4 separate regions of the Mus musculus genome follow, and all the other regions are linked to region 4. The links are chromatin contacts, called in public HiChIP or PLAC-seq and promoter capture Hi-C maps. All regions are on one chromosome and are shown on one strand. Each heading gives the region's core, a stretch centred on a gene start, on an enhancer-like site or on the middle of the called end of the contact. The rest is flanking DNA. Distances are from core to core; before and after follow the strand shown.

Region 1 (3,133 bases), core at 233-2,732, 1.4 Mb before region 4:
TAAGCAGCCTTTGACAGGAGCTGGCTCACAGACAAGGCTCAAGGGGGCCAGGCAGAGCCTGCTGCAGCGTTTGAGGGCTTCAGACTTCTGGTTGGTGAACTGGGATGCTCTGAGCATCAGGCTGAGGAGATTATTCTAAGTCCAGAAATGACTCAAAAGCTGTCCAGCCCTGAGATTTTTGTTTGTTATTGGTCTTTGAGACAGGGCCTCTGAGTAGCCCAGGCTGGACATGAACTCCAGATCCCCCTGCTGAGATGATAAGTGTGTACCCCCACACCTGGTTTCTCTGGTGCTAGGAATGGAACCCCCAACTTCAAACAAGCACTCTACCAACTCCACTCCCGTCTATGCACTGTTTGCTCATTAGTTTTCTTTCCTTTCTTTTTGTGAAACAAGGTCTTAAACAGACCAGGCTACTCAAATTCACTGTGTGTAGCCAAGGTAACCTTGAACTTCTGATCCTACCTCTACCTGTTCAGTGCACAGATGACTCATAACATCATGCTGTGTCAAGAAGTGATTTTATATGCATATACATATACATATTGTGGTGTGTGTGTGTGTGTGTGTGTGTGTGTGTGTATTTACGTGTGTGCCACAGAGCCCATGTAGAGATCAGAGGACAACTTTTGGCAGTTCCCAAAAACTCAGTTTGCTGAGCCATCTCACCTGACCTCAAGCACTCTTTATAAAAGTTCAAGGACAACCTGGGTTACAGTGCAAGACTTTGACTCCAAAACTAATCAATAAATAAATACAATAAAATGAAATGCTAGAAATAAATTTAAAAGCCCTGTTAAAGCAATAACAGACCAGGTGGTACCCCACACTTTTAATCCTGGCACTTGGGAGGCAGGGGCAGGGAGATCTCTGTGAGTTCCAGACCAGCTGGCTCTACACAGTGAAACACGGTTTCCAAAACCAAGCCACCACTCGCACTACACGGGGGACGAAAATAAAAAATTTAAAACCACAAGTTAGGTGGACTTTGCTTTGGGAGTGAAGCGATGGTTGCGCGACAGGGACGGGGAGAGGCACGCAGGTGCACGTGTGTAGCAGCCGCGTCCGGGTGGCACCCGAAGCTTGCACCCGAAGCGTCCACCCGGGTTCCAAAGGAAGGACACGCAGCGGGCTGAGGAAGATCAGGTCTGCGAGGCACGCATGTTGGGTGCGTAAGCGGCCACCTTGGCCTCACAGGGGTTGTCACTCTCAGGGCAGCTCGGTGTGAAATTAGGGTTCGGCCTGGCCGTGGGGACCCCGAGGACGCGCGAAACACAGGGTGTGTGAGGGGATCTGTCACCTCTCCACGCTCGCGACACTGCTGTCACAACGAAACGGCCCCATGCCGCGCTTCCTCCCAGCCCGGGCCGCGAGAACCCCGCCACCCCGCGTCGCCCCTTGGCGCCTGCACTCCTTGGGTCGCGCTCACCTGCCCGGACGCGTCGCCGCTGCTGCCGCTACTGCCTCAGCCGCCTCAGCCGCTGCAGCCCCGCCTCGCGCGGGCCCTAAGCTCGAGGCCGGGAGGGGCCCAGGCCCTGCCGCCATTGGTCACGCCCTGTCCAATCAGCGCTGGAGACGGCAAGAATTGGTAAGCATGGCACAGACGGGCATCCTTTTTAACCAATCGCTAAAGGAAGGGGCGAGGCTACATGGAGGGGCGGCCCTGGTTCTTCTGAGCGTTCTACACCGGGTACAAGGCGGAGAGGCCTGGTGGGGGGCGTTCAAGAATTGGAACCCGCAGAAAATGGGCAGAGCTTCCGGCCAATTGCCAAGGGGTATAGGCGGAGCTAAGAGGAAAGGCGGCTCTTGGTTTCTGAGAATTCGGGGCACAAGGAGACAGAAGCGAGGATTGGATTCTGCAGAAAACAAGCAACGCTTTGGGCCAATAACTGAAGGGAGGGGGCGGGGCCTGGAAACAGCCCTCTTAGCCAATCGCTGAAGAGCAAGGTCAGCGCTCTGAGTAAGCTGGCGCGCTGGGCAAGGGCGAAGCTCGAGGATCGGAGGGTGTAGCCCGGAGGGCAACGATGATTGACTGCGACACTAAAGATGTACAGGTCCTGGGACCAATCGCAGAAGCTGTAGGCGGTGCATCTTCCAGGGGTGGGCGCGCTAGGTACAGACCATAACTATCTTGTCTGCCCTGGATGATCTAGTATGTTCCGCGCAGACTCCTCAGGTTCCCATGGCGCTCAGAAGCTTTACTCTTTCCTGAATTTAGACTTTGACAGTTGAAACACTCTTGGTTAATTCTCAGCCCGTCCCTCCTTTACTGTTCCCCTGCCGATGATACAAAGGGCAGAAACTCAGATCACTCAGCCTTCCTCTGCTACTTGAGTTCATGTGCAAAACATGGGAAGCAAAAGTGCAATCCTGCTGACGTGATCTGACTTTCAGAAAGTGACGTCTCTGGGTCCAAGCTTTATCCTTTACGAGATCTTATGACATCCCTGTGTTTGTGGTAACTGGTGAATTAACCAAACAATAAATACAACCACATGTCAAAGGGAACACAGAGAGGTCAAGCTCTTTGACCAAGGTTACAGAGCACTTTAGCTGTTCAATTTGTATATTGAAGCTCTGAACCCCCTCAGAAAGGGTAGTAAGACAGTGGGGAACGGAGTGACCTGAGTTACTCAGTCTGCTCAAGCCTTGGACAGAGCAATCCTTAGGTTCAATCTTGCCTCCCTGACCCCTTTGTGGAAACAGAAGGAGCCAGCAAGATGGCTCAATGGGTAAATGTTAATCCTACAGATTCAAGGAGAAAGACCACCGACCCAAATCATGGCCAAGAAAATTAAAGCAAGCAATTAATTAAAGCAAGCTTGTGTACATGGGATGTCTCTTCCTAAAAACCAGACATCAATCAACATTGAAAGTGGGGAAAATACATTTGTTTTATTTGTTTTTGTTTTGAGACAGTGTCTCACTATGGAGCCCGGGTTGTCCTGGAACTCACTATGTAGACTAGACGTGCCTCAAAAACACAGTGATCTAACTGCCTCTGCCTCCCAATTGCAGGGATTCAAAGGAGAATGCCACTAGTTGGGTTAGAAGATTAGGTCTTTACAACTCAGGGTAGGGGTTTTCCAAATGAGGATCTGGCAGGCAAATAGGGTTACAGACGCAGAACATA
Region 2 (3,091 bases), core at 511-3,010, 1.1 Mb before region 4:
GCAGCTCCCAGGTCGTTGCCTGCAGCACCTGGGTGCATAGGGGAAGTTAGCCCTTTCCACCCGGGACTGGGAGGAGGAGCATTCGGGAACAAGTAAAATAAAGATCTTTGCTCCAAAAGCCTCCCAGGAGTCGAGATTCCTACCTCTCTACCTATATGGAGACCGGAGCGAATAGGCGTTGTGGGGGAGGGGCGGCAATGGTCCTGGAAATGTAGCCAAGACCCAGGTCTCCACAGAGCCTTAGGCCACCTGGCCACATTTCTCAGAGGAGACCTGCAAGCCAGTGCCACCTCTGCATCCCACCGTGCTAATCAGGTTTTAAGTTTGGGGGGATTTTCTTTCCCGTACTTGATTCTTTACACGTAAACTTTTAAGTTGGTCCCAGATTAGCCACTGTACAAAAGAAGAAACTGAGGCACAAGTGGCCTAGTTTGCCCCCAGCAAAATGGCAGTGGCCGAATTAGTTTTTATTTCTCTCCTTTGTCATTTGAAGCTTCTTGGAGGACCTTTAAGGAAGGGGCTGAGCCTCCAAGGGAACGGCTGTATGGGAGAAATCGAGCCCTTTACTCTCAGGGAGCTGTGGCTGGGGGCCTTTACCAAACCCGTGGGGTGGGACCACCCGGGAACTCGCATTTCAAGCGCCGCCCCACCAGCAAAGACCTTGCAGGCCAGAGACCTCCCTTCGTGGGCATCCGGATAGGGTGGAGACGAAGAAGCGATCAGAGAGATGAAATGCCAGGGCTGGGTTGGTCCGGGAGGGGTCCCCAAAACCCCAAACAGTGGCCAACAAAAATAACCCAGAGAAAAAACTCTGCGCTCAATCAGTGATAATTCTGCGTTGCTCGGGGCTGCCCGCGTTACCTGAAGTTGGCGGGCGGCGGCCGCTGCAGTGATTACTCACCGCGTGGCGCACCCCACCCGCGGGCCGCTGAGTGGATTTTTCCGTGGGGGGATGTGAAGAAGTTTAGGGAGAACTCTTCTGCACCGATGGGAACTAGGAATGCAGGGTTCGGTCCCGTTCCCCAAAGGACACACCTCTCCCCATGAGCCCACTCATAAGGGCTCCCTGCACGCGCTCCGGGACATCCCCATATCCAATACCCGCAGATATGATAGTTGAGAAGGGACCAGAGGCCGGAGACTCCCTCCCTGCCTTCTGGCTCCCCCCCCCCCGCACGAAACGAGACTACAGCGATGGGAGAGGTGGCATGAAGGCTTAGGGTGGGGATCGGTAGGACCCATGCACCCAGAGAAAGGGACTGGTGGCAACTTTCAAACTCTCTGGGGAAGGAAGAAGGGCTGAAAGAGGATGAACGGGCTCAGGTACTGCTCAATGTGTGTGTGGCGGACCAAAGTGGGTATGGGGGCCCCGTAAGAGGGGCGGGGAAGGTGGATAGGAAGGATCCCGGTAGACTGGAGGGGATCCTGGAAAAGCACCAGGGCTGCGAGCTAGGAACCCATTCGGAGTTAAGGGTACAGGATCCCAGATGAGGGGGTGGGAAGCCTGGGACGGGCGGGACCAGAGAGGGAGGTCCCACGGGCTGGTGGGGAAAGAGTGGGGGGCTTCGCGCAGGAGGATGGGACGTTCAGGAGTGGTAACTGGGCGGAGGCCGGCCGGGCGGGGCGCGCGGTGCCCGCGGGCGGTGGGAAGGCCGGTGCGGGGCCCACGATCAACCCCCCCCCCCAGGGGCCGGGCCGGGCCGGGGGCGGGGCCGGGCGGGGCGAGCGGCGCATTAGCGCCTTGTCAATTTCGGCTGCTCAGACTTGCTCCGGCCTTCGCTGTCCGCGCCCAGTGACGCGCGTGAGGACCCGAGCCCCAATCTGCACCCCGCAGACTCGCCCCCGCCCCATACCGGCGTTGCAGTCACCGCCCGTTGCGCGCCACCCCCATGCCCGCGGGTCGCCCGGGCCCCGTCGCCCAATCCGCGCGGCGGCCGCCGCGGCCGCTGTCCTCGCTGTGGTCGCCTCTGTTGCTCTGTGTCCTCGGGGTGCCTCGGGGCGGATCGGGAGCCCGTGAGTACCGTGCGCCCTGCTCCCCACCTCCCCAGGGAAGCCGGGATCCGGCGCCCCGGGGGGTAGTCGCGGGGGATGGAAGAGGGGGCGCGAGCGCCACCTGGACGTCCCGGGAACAAAGGAAGGCGGCCCTCGGGGCGCCCTCACCTGTGGGGCTCATGGCACCACCACCCAGCCTCCCAAGAGTACCCCGTTATACATCAGAGGCCTCTTATCTGTATCCCCTTTGCGAGGCTGTCTGGCCAGGCTCAGTTTGAAGGACATCGCAGTGTCCTGGGACCCCCCTCCTTCAGGGTGCTGGGACGCTTCGGGGCGCACGCCTGTGTCTTGGATATCAGAGCGGAAGGGAAGCCTCCCTGGCCGGGGACGCACGCTTGGGTGCGTTGGGTTGGGTGCTGGCGCAAAGTGGGGTCCCCTCCCCCATGAAGTGATGATCCCCGGGGGGAGGGTGGGGCGTTATCGTGAGCCCTCCTGTCCGCCTGGCATGCGGCCCGGCGTCCCTCGGGACTTGCCTCTCCGTGGGGTCGGCGCCGCCCCCTCCCCCCTATAGCAGACTCCATGCTTTGGTATCCTCGAAGTCCTCTCCACTGGTGGGGCTCACAACCGGTCTCATTCAGGCTGCGCTGGGTTGAGAGCCTCTAGCGACTGAAATTTCGGTGAGGAGCGAGAGCAAGCGTGTCCGGGCACCGCGAGCCCAGACTTCATTGTCTAAGGGGCACCCAGTGGGGGTCAGCTGCCGAGAGAATCCCACTGTCCCAGGAGGAACTCCTGGCCTTGAGCCCCCATCACCCAACGCACACATCCCCGCCAGGATGCGGTCTCCACATCCAGACCCTCTCTGGGACACACCCAAAGACACACAAAAGAGCCCCACTGGCTTATGTCCCGTCACCCTGCCCTCCGACGCGCGCTGCAGCCCAGATGCGTATTCGCACACCATCGCGGCGCTCGCATTCCATCCTCTACACAGACACACACACACACACACACACACACACACACACACACACACACACACGCACGCACACACACGCACGCCCGCACTCGTGGTCCCACATTTATTTCACAGGGGAGGCAA
Region 3 (3,471 bases), core at 850-3,349, 1.0 Mb before region 4:
AGATTAGGCCAGCCAGTAACTGAGACACTGGAGCTGGAAGCCCTGACCCCAGACAGGTAAGCCTACCACACCCTCTCTGTGAGGATGACACCGTGGGAAAGATGGGACAACCCCATTCCAGCAATGTACCAGGAAGGGCCTCGTAGTGCACACTCAGGCCTCCAGTCCGTCCCAGGTCCCTGACTTTGGCCTCAGCTGTTCCAGGTGATTAGCCTCCTTCCAGTTCTGTTGTGCCACCCAGGTACACTGTTCCTCAGACAAGGAGCTGGGCTAAGCCTCATGTATGCCCTTCCAAAAACATAAGCCTCCTTGCAGCCCACACTCAGCCTCAGGACTTCTGCCAATCGGTGGCCCTGCCTGCTCCTACCACAGGGCCTTTGCACATACGGAGCCTATGGCCCACCCCACCCCCACTTCACTTTTCCCTAACAGCCTACCTTGAGGTTCCTGCGTGCTGTGTGGAATGACTAGATCCCCACTTCCTGGATGTGAGCTTCCTCTCACACAATCATCAACACCCACCCCCACCCTCACCCCCAAACTTAGCACAGGTCTGTGAACCATTCCCTAGAATGGGGACTTGCCAGGTATCAGGGAATCAGTCAGTCCCTGCTTCCCACATGGCCAGCAGCCCCATGCCAGGAAGGGTCACTGAGTTTACTGACCATAAATGAGTCCTAACTGCAGGCTCTCAGGGAGCCAGCCTTGCATGGCAGCCCAGTGACCCAGACTTCTCTGTGCCAGGTGATCTGTCCCCTACCCAGGGCTGCACTGGGCAACTCAGCCTCTAGGCAAGCTGCCCCCTCAGGCCCTGCTACAATCCAGGCCTCCACACTCACACCTCAAAGGTGAGTGCTGGGCTCCCAGCACACTTCAAACGTTCCCGCTTCACCTACTTCTCCACACAGGCACCTCGGAAAGGAAGGCCAGCCCAGGCGTGTCCTCACTGGAAGCTAGAGCACAGCCTGTCCACCTGGGCAGCGCACCCTGTATCTTCAATGTGGGGCGTCTAGAGCCAGACCCATTCTGGCTCACCTGGGACTCCGGGAGGTGTCCCGGGACCGCCATGGTCAGGCTCTGCACCTCTCTAGGCTTTGAATCCGCACCTTTGCCTACAAGCGACAGTGGAGTCCAACTTCCACGCAAACCTCCAAAACCCCAACACCCCGCAGGGCATTAGGGTCCGACCCAACCTCTTCAAATTTGCAGCCACAATGAACCCACGTGTCCTGTTTCAAATCTCCAGCTTGGATACTTGGGACTCTGCGGCCCTAAGACCTGAAGCTGTCCTCCAGTGCCATGGTCTCACAGCCAACCCCGAAAGCTCACACCTGTCAGGTTTGTGTGACCCCAGAACTCCCGAGGCCTTACAACCCTCAGATGCTGTGCCTGCCCTGGGCATCCTGTGACCGCTCAAGTCCTAACTCCTGATCTCCCATACACCACCGACTCCCTAGTGAGCCCCTGATCCTGCACCCGATGAACCGCCACGTGACCCCAGCAACCCCTTGGCTCTTGTTTGACCCATTGATTTCCTGTCCCCTCAGGTATTCTGAGACCCCAAGCCCCCTTGGAGCTCTCAAGCTCATGCCCATGCCCTCTATCTCATGTGACCCCCCCACCAAGACCCTGGAACTCGAGTACCTCAATATATTCTGTCCTTTGTGTATTCTGTGACCCCAAAGGACCCTCAGGTCTCGCACACCCACAATCACACACCCTTCTGGTCTCGCGTGACCCCATGAGCCCCTTGATCTCGTGTGTACCCCTGAAATCCCGCACCATTTTGATCTCCAGTCACTCCCCGATCTCCTCGGGATCTCCTGTGTCCCCCCTGAAATCCCGCACCATTCTGGTCTCGCGTGACCCCATGGTCCCCGGTCCCGCGTGGCCCCGCACCGCGCACTCACTTCTCGCGCGCCTGCCCGTCCGAGGGCGCGCAGCCCTTGCTCGCCTTGCCGTACATGCTCCGCACCTGTCAGGCGCGCGTGGCCATCGCTGCCCGCGCCCCGATCCCCGCGGCCATGTCCGCGCGGGAGCTCCGGCCGCGGGTGGGTTCTCGCCGCGCTGCCCTCCCCGGGCTGTTCCGGGAAGCGCGCCACCGCCACCGCGCGCTCCCGCCGCTCTTAAAGTGGCAACGGCGGGAGCGCGGGTGGGCCCCCCCCCCGCGCGCGCGCTGGGAGCGCGCACGCGCAGAGCCCGCGGGGGCGGCACTGCCCACCAATAGGCTGCGCACCAATAAGTACAGACTTCAATACCTCCCCCCAAAGATATTCAAGCCCGGGACGCGCTCCAGCAGTTGCTATTTGTGCAATTGGGAAGCTGAGGCAGGGGGATGGCCGCGAGCTCCAAGCATACCTCGGCTGCGGAGCAAGACTCCCAGTTGTACAGATCTGGGGGTGGGGGTGGGGTGCTGTGGATATCTCCGTTTCGACTCAGGAACTGCACTAGGCTCTTGGGCTCACAGGATATGCGCCCATGACATTCTACTCCCAGGACACTCTCTGCGAGCCAATACAGCGCTGCGGGCTGTGAGGGGCCCTTTTGAGAGAGTTTCATATAGGCCAGGCTTGTCTCAAACACATAAAACAGATAACCCTGAAATTCTAATCCTCCTGCCTCAGCCTCCCTAGCGTTTGCACGACAGGCGTGTGCCACTTAGCCTGGTCTGTGTGCTGTGCACAGAGCCCGGTTTTTTTTTTTTTGTTTTTTTTTTTATGCATGCCAGCGTTGTAAGGACTGAACCCCAGACCAAGCACGTTTTGTTTGTTTTTCTGAAAGTGTTTCTTAACGCGGTAGACAGAGGCAGGAGGATCTCTGTGAATTCGAGGCCAGCCTGGTCTATATGGCGAGTTCCAGGACAGCAGCCAATACATAGTGAGACCCTGTCTCAAAGTCGGAGTAAAAACGGTGTCTCCTGTAGCCCAGGCTGACCTCCAGCTCTCTACTTCACTAAGGCTCCTTGAACAGGTGGTCCTCCTGCCTCCACCTCTGGGTGCACGCTGGGAATGAGAGCATGCTTCTTTCCCCCACTCCAGCGCAGACGCACGTGTATAACACGCGGCCCCGTGAGAGCACGAGGGGTCGTGGCGCATGGGCGTCGGGAAGCATCCAGGCTAAGGCTTGCTATCGCTGCAAGTGTCCCCGGTTGGACACGACGGGTTTAGTGGGGACTTGCTGGAGATTGCGCACAGGTGGGTCGTCAGCACCCGGTGGCGCAGTCATGAGCTCAGGTTTCCTGTGTGAGTGTGACAGCATGCAGGTCACCACGGCGCTAAGTCTCGCGTGGTGTCCCTGGTGCAGGCAGATCCCCTAGCCCGGGCCTCCCCGCCCCCACCCTAGTGGGCGGGCGGGAAGCCGAGCCGCCGTGGTTCCAGGCGCTCAGGAAAGGCTGCCGGGGCGCGCCCCGCCTCCTCCCCCAGGGCTCAGCTGGGCCGACGCCGGCCTTTCCCATTTCCTGCTTGGCCCGCC
Region 4 (3,342 bases), core at 630-3,129:
TCCTCCTGTCTCAGCTTCCCAAGGGTTGGGATTTTAGATGAGTAATCCCAAACCTGGAGAAAAGTTTATTGTTGTTTTTTTCATTTTCTTTTGTTTTTCAGTTGAAACGTACACTCCTGTAGCCCCAGCTTCCCTGAACCTTTCTGGGTAGCTGAGGATGATCTTGAAACCTTATCTGGACCTGGGAGTGACAGGTTACCAGCACTAACTAGCTAAGAATTACTATTTATAAATGTTGTTAGCATGATTATGGGCAAATATACCCTGGAAGGGCTGGGACATGGTGGCACATGCTATTAATCCCAGCACTCCAGAGGCACAGACAGGAGAATCTCCTGAGTTCCAGACCTGGTCTACACAGTGAGTTCCAGGACAGCCAGAGCTACACAGAGAGACCCTGTTTCAGAAAAACAGAACAAAACAAAAAAGCCTGGAAGAGTTCCCATGGAAACATGATCAGTGTCTCCAGAAAACCTACTCAACTGGGTTCAAATGGGAATCACTCCTTTTACAGAAGGACATTGTGGGTGGTGGTTGTACACACCCTTTCTCATTCTCCCTTCCCCCACCGTGATGTCACTCAATCCTTGGGGCCAGTCAGCGAGTGCAGCTCCCCAGTAAAACTACCCATCTTTAATATAATCGAATCTGGCATAAATTGGCTCATTTCACCAGTGGTGGAGAAATAACCTATCAGGAGATGTCTTGTGGACCCTAGGGTCCTCTAGAGGCTAGGGACCAGAGTAGGAAAATCTATGTGGATTTTACCAGTCTGCTGGCCTGGTGGTATATGCCTGTCCCAGAACACAGGAGAATGAAGCAGAAGTATAGCTGTGAATTTATAGAGTGAGCTTGCCGAGTAAGAACCTGTTTTAAAAACAAACCAGGAGAAATGGGCTAGTGGGATGGTTCTGTAGGTAAAGGTGCTCAGACCTGAGTGGTGTTCTATTTCCAACACCACACAGTGGTTGACAACTATCCGCAACTCCAGTTCTAGAGGAGTTGATGCCCTCTTTTAACCTCCTTGGAGAACAGGGACACACACACACACACACACACACACACGTTATACAGCCGTACATGTAGGCAAAACACTGAAACACAGAAAATGAAAACAACAGTAAGAGCAGGAAGGGGCGCACACAAGCCATTTTTTTTTTTAAGATTTATTTGTTATTATAACAATAGTACACTGTAGCTGTCTTCAGACACACCAGAAGAGGGAGTCAGATCTTGTTACGGATGGTTGTGAGCCACCATGTGGTTGCTGGGATTTGAACTCTGGACCTTCGGAAGAGCAGTCGGGTGCTCTTACCCGCTGAGCCATCTCACCAGCCCCACACAAGCCATTTTTAAGAAGGCCAGAGGGCAATACAATTTGGGGACTGAGGATTCTGGATCCTCAGACATGGTAGCAAGCGATTTTACCCACTGAGCCATTTCGCTGGCTTTTTTTTTTTTTAATGATTTTTCGAGACAGGCTTTCTCTGTGTAGCCCTGGCTGTCCTGGAACTCACTCTGTGGACCAGGCTGGCCATGACCTCAGAAATCCGCCTGCCTCTGCCTCCCAAGTGTTGGGATTAAAGGCGTGGGCCACCACTGCCCGGCTCGATGGCTTCTTAAATGGAGCAACGAACAAACAAAAATAACCATGTCGCAACCTTGGAAACTGAGATGACATGGTTCTAAATAGAAGAAGCTTCTGTAAAGAGCCACCGCGTGAGATTAGAGGGCTCCAAAACAGAACACTCTCAGGGCGTGGTCAAAGAACTGTCTGTGTCTTTAAAGCTCGAGCTAGGGGCGGGGCTTCCGGAACCTCCCCGCAAGTGACGTCTTGTGACCGGGTTATTGCGGTCGGCGGAAAGCAGTGGAAGCTTTTAAAGGCGTAGCCTTGTCATGCCTCTCTCCAGGACTCACAGTATGACCCGCGGGCCACTTCCCTTTAAGGAGCGTGTCAGGGGTGGGACCTGGATGTGTCCTTCCCGCCGCCGACTCCTTTAAGGCGCGGCCCTCGTCCCCCGGCAGAAAAGCTGCTTAAAGGCGACGCGTGGCGCGATGGCGGCGTTGCCACGCGGGTCACGCGGGCTGCCGCTGCTGCCACTGCTCCTACTGCTGCCGCCGCTGGGCGGCCCGCGCGGCGCGGACGGCTACTTTCCAGAGGAGCGCTGGAGCCCCGAGTCCCCGCTACAGGCGCCGCGCGTGCTCATCGCGCTGCTGGCGCGGAACGCGGCACCCGCGCTGCCCGCCACGCTGGGCGCCCTGGAGCAGCTGCGCCACCCACGGGAGCGCACGGCGCTGTGGTGAGCTGCGGGCCCTTGCGCGGTGCACCGGGACTAGGCGGGACTCAAGTCTCTACCGGAGGGAGGTTGCTATGCACTTGGGCTCGGCTGTGCGCTGCGGAGACTCGGTCCTCTTTCTGAGGACCTGAGTTATGTACCCCAGGGATTACGCACTTGAGGGGGCTCGGCTCTATATCCATAGTGCCCGGGCTCGTCCCCACTGCGGCTTGGGACCCCAAGCTGCTGCCTCCTCCCCTCAGGTACTTAGGAATCTGTTCTGATTTGCTGCCAGCCCTCACAGCGAGCTACCATCCTAGAACCTCTGACTCCTTAGAATGGGCCAGGCTGGTGCTTCCAGACCCTTATAGCGAACTCCGGGACTTCCAGATAAGATTCCTGAGGCTCGGGCCAGCATTCCACGCTAACAAAGTTAATGAACTTATCTTTGTGACAGGGTCTCACACCAATGTGCTTTCCAAACCAGCAGGTTCTGTTCAGTTGTGTACTAGTGAGCTGGGTGTCATCTTTACTCCCCTGTCACCGATGGATGGGCAACAGGCTTGGAGTGTAGCGAGTTTTATCCAGGGTGTTATAGCTGATGGGTCTGAGCCAGGTTGGGAAACCCCCAGTGCCATCATCTTGTCCTGTCTGTGCTCACAGGGTGGCCACAGATCACAACACTGACAACACTTCAGCCATACTTCGAGAGTGGCTGGTGGCAGTGAAGGGTTTATACCACTCTGTGGAGTGGCGACCGGCAGAGGAACCCAGGTGAGCCTCAAATCCCCGACTGGAGTACTGAAGCTTGGGAAGGTAGGATCTAGAATGCTCCAGTTCTATCGTCAGCTTCCCCACCAGGTCCCTATCCTCTCAGCAGACCTTTGTCCCGTTGTCCTTCACTCCATTGTGCAACTTTGGACACAGCTGCCACACCTTTGTGGCTGAATTCCTTTGTGTCTGGTGGCTACCTACTGCTGTGTCTAGGGTCTTGCCAGCATCCACTCTCCTGTTTAACTTCCTGATAAGCCTGTCTTACTGTATAGTTCAGACTGAGGCCAGTTGC

Evidence for each region. Promoter capture Hi-C pulls out the DNA fragments that hold promoters and counts their contacts. HiChIP or PLAC-seq counts read pairs in DNA pulled down with a chosen protein or histone mark.
Region 1: a promoter capture Hi-C map of liver shows a contact between it and region 4, with 2.3 times the contacts expected there. The contact joins the promoter of Slc25a42 here to the promoter of Colgalt1 in region 4. A contact is called at or near these places in 4 of 39 promoter capture datasets (cranial neural crest, liver and pre-B cells).
Region 2: a contact with region 4 is called in a promoter capture Hi-C map of pre-B cells, with 2.4 times the contacts expected there. The contact joins the promoter of Crlf1 here to the promoter of Colgalt1 in region 4. A contact is called at or near these places in 3 of 39 promoter capture datasets (cranial neural crest, embryonic stem cells and pre-B cells).
Region 3: a contact with region 4 is called in an H3K27ac HiChIP or PLAC-seq map of bone marrow-derived dendritic cells, with 3 times the contacts expected there. The contact joins the promoter of Ssbp4 here to the promoter of Colgalt1 in region 4. A contact is called at or near these places in 1 of 39 promoter capture datasets (pre-B cells), 1 of 484 Hi-C or Micro-C datasets (embryonic stem cells) and 4 of 115 datasets of contacts at active chromatin or transcription factors (bone marrow-derived dendritic cells, bone marrow-derived macrophages, embryonic stem cells and 1 more).

What each region holds. Positions count from the first base shown.
Region 1 is chr8:70,210,799-70,213,931 of GRCm38.p6, forward strand. It overlaps Slc25a42 (solute carrier family 25, member 42), which reads right to left and starts at 1,483. Exons shown (of 8, transcript NM_001007570.2): 1 at 1,430-1,483.
Region 2 is chr8:70,491,388-70,494,478 of GRCm38.p6, forward strand. It overlaps Crlf1 (cytokine receptor-like factor 1), which reads left to right and starts at 1,761. Exons shown (of 9, transcript NM_018827.4): 1 at 1,761-2,013. The coding sequence starts at 1,890.
Region 3 is chr8:70,606,215-70,609,685 of GRCm38.p6, forward strand. Ssbp4 (single stranded DNA binding protein 4) reads right to left here and starts at 2,100. Exons shown (of 18, transcript NM_001372473.1): 1 at 1,911-2,100. The coding sequence starts at 1,966.
Region 4 is chr8:71,609,145-71,612,486 of GRCm38.p6, forward strand. It overlaps Colgalt1 (collagen beta(1-O)galactosyltransferase 1), which reads left to right and starts at 1,880. Exons shown (of 12, transcript NM_146211.3): 1 at 1,880-2,300; 2 at 2,940-3,050. The coding sequence starts at 2,056.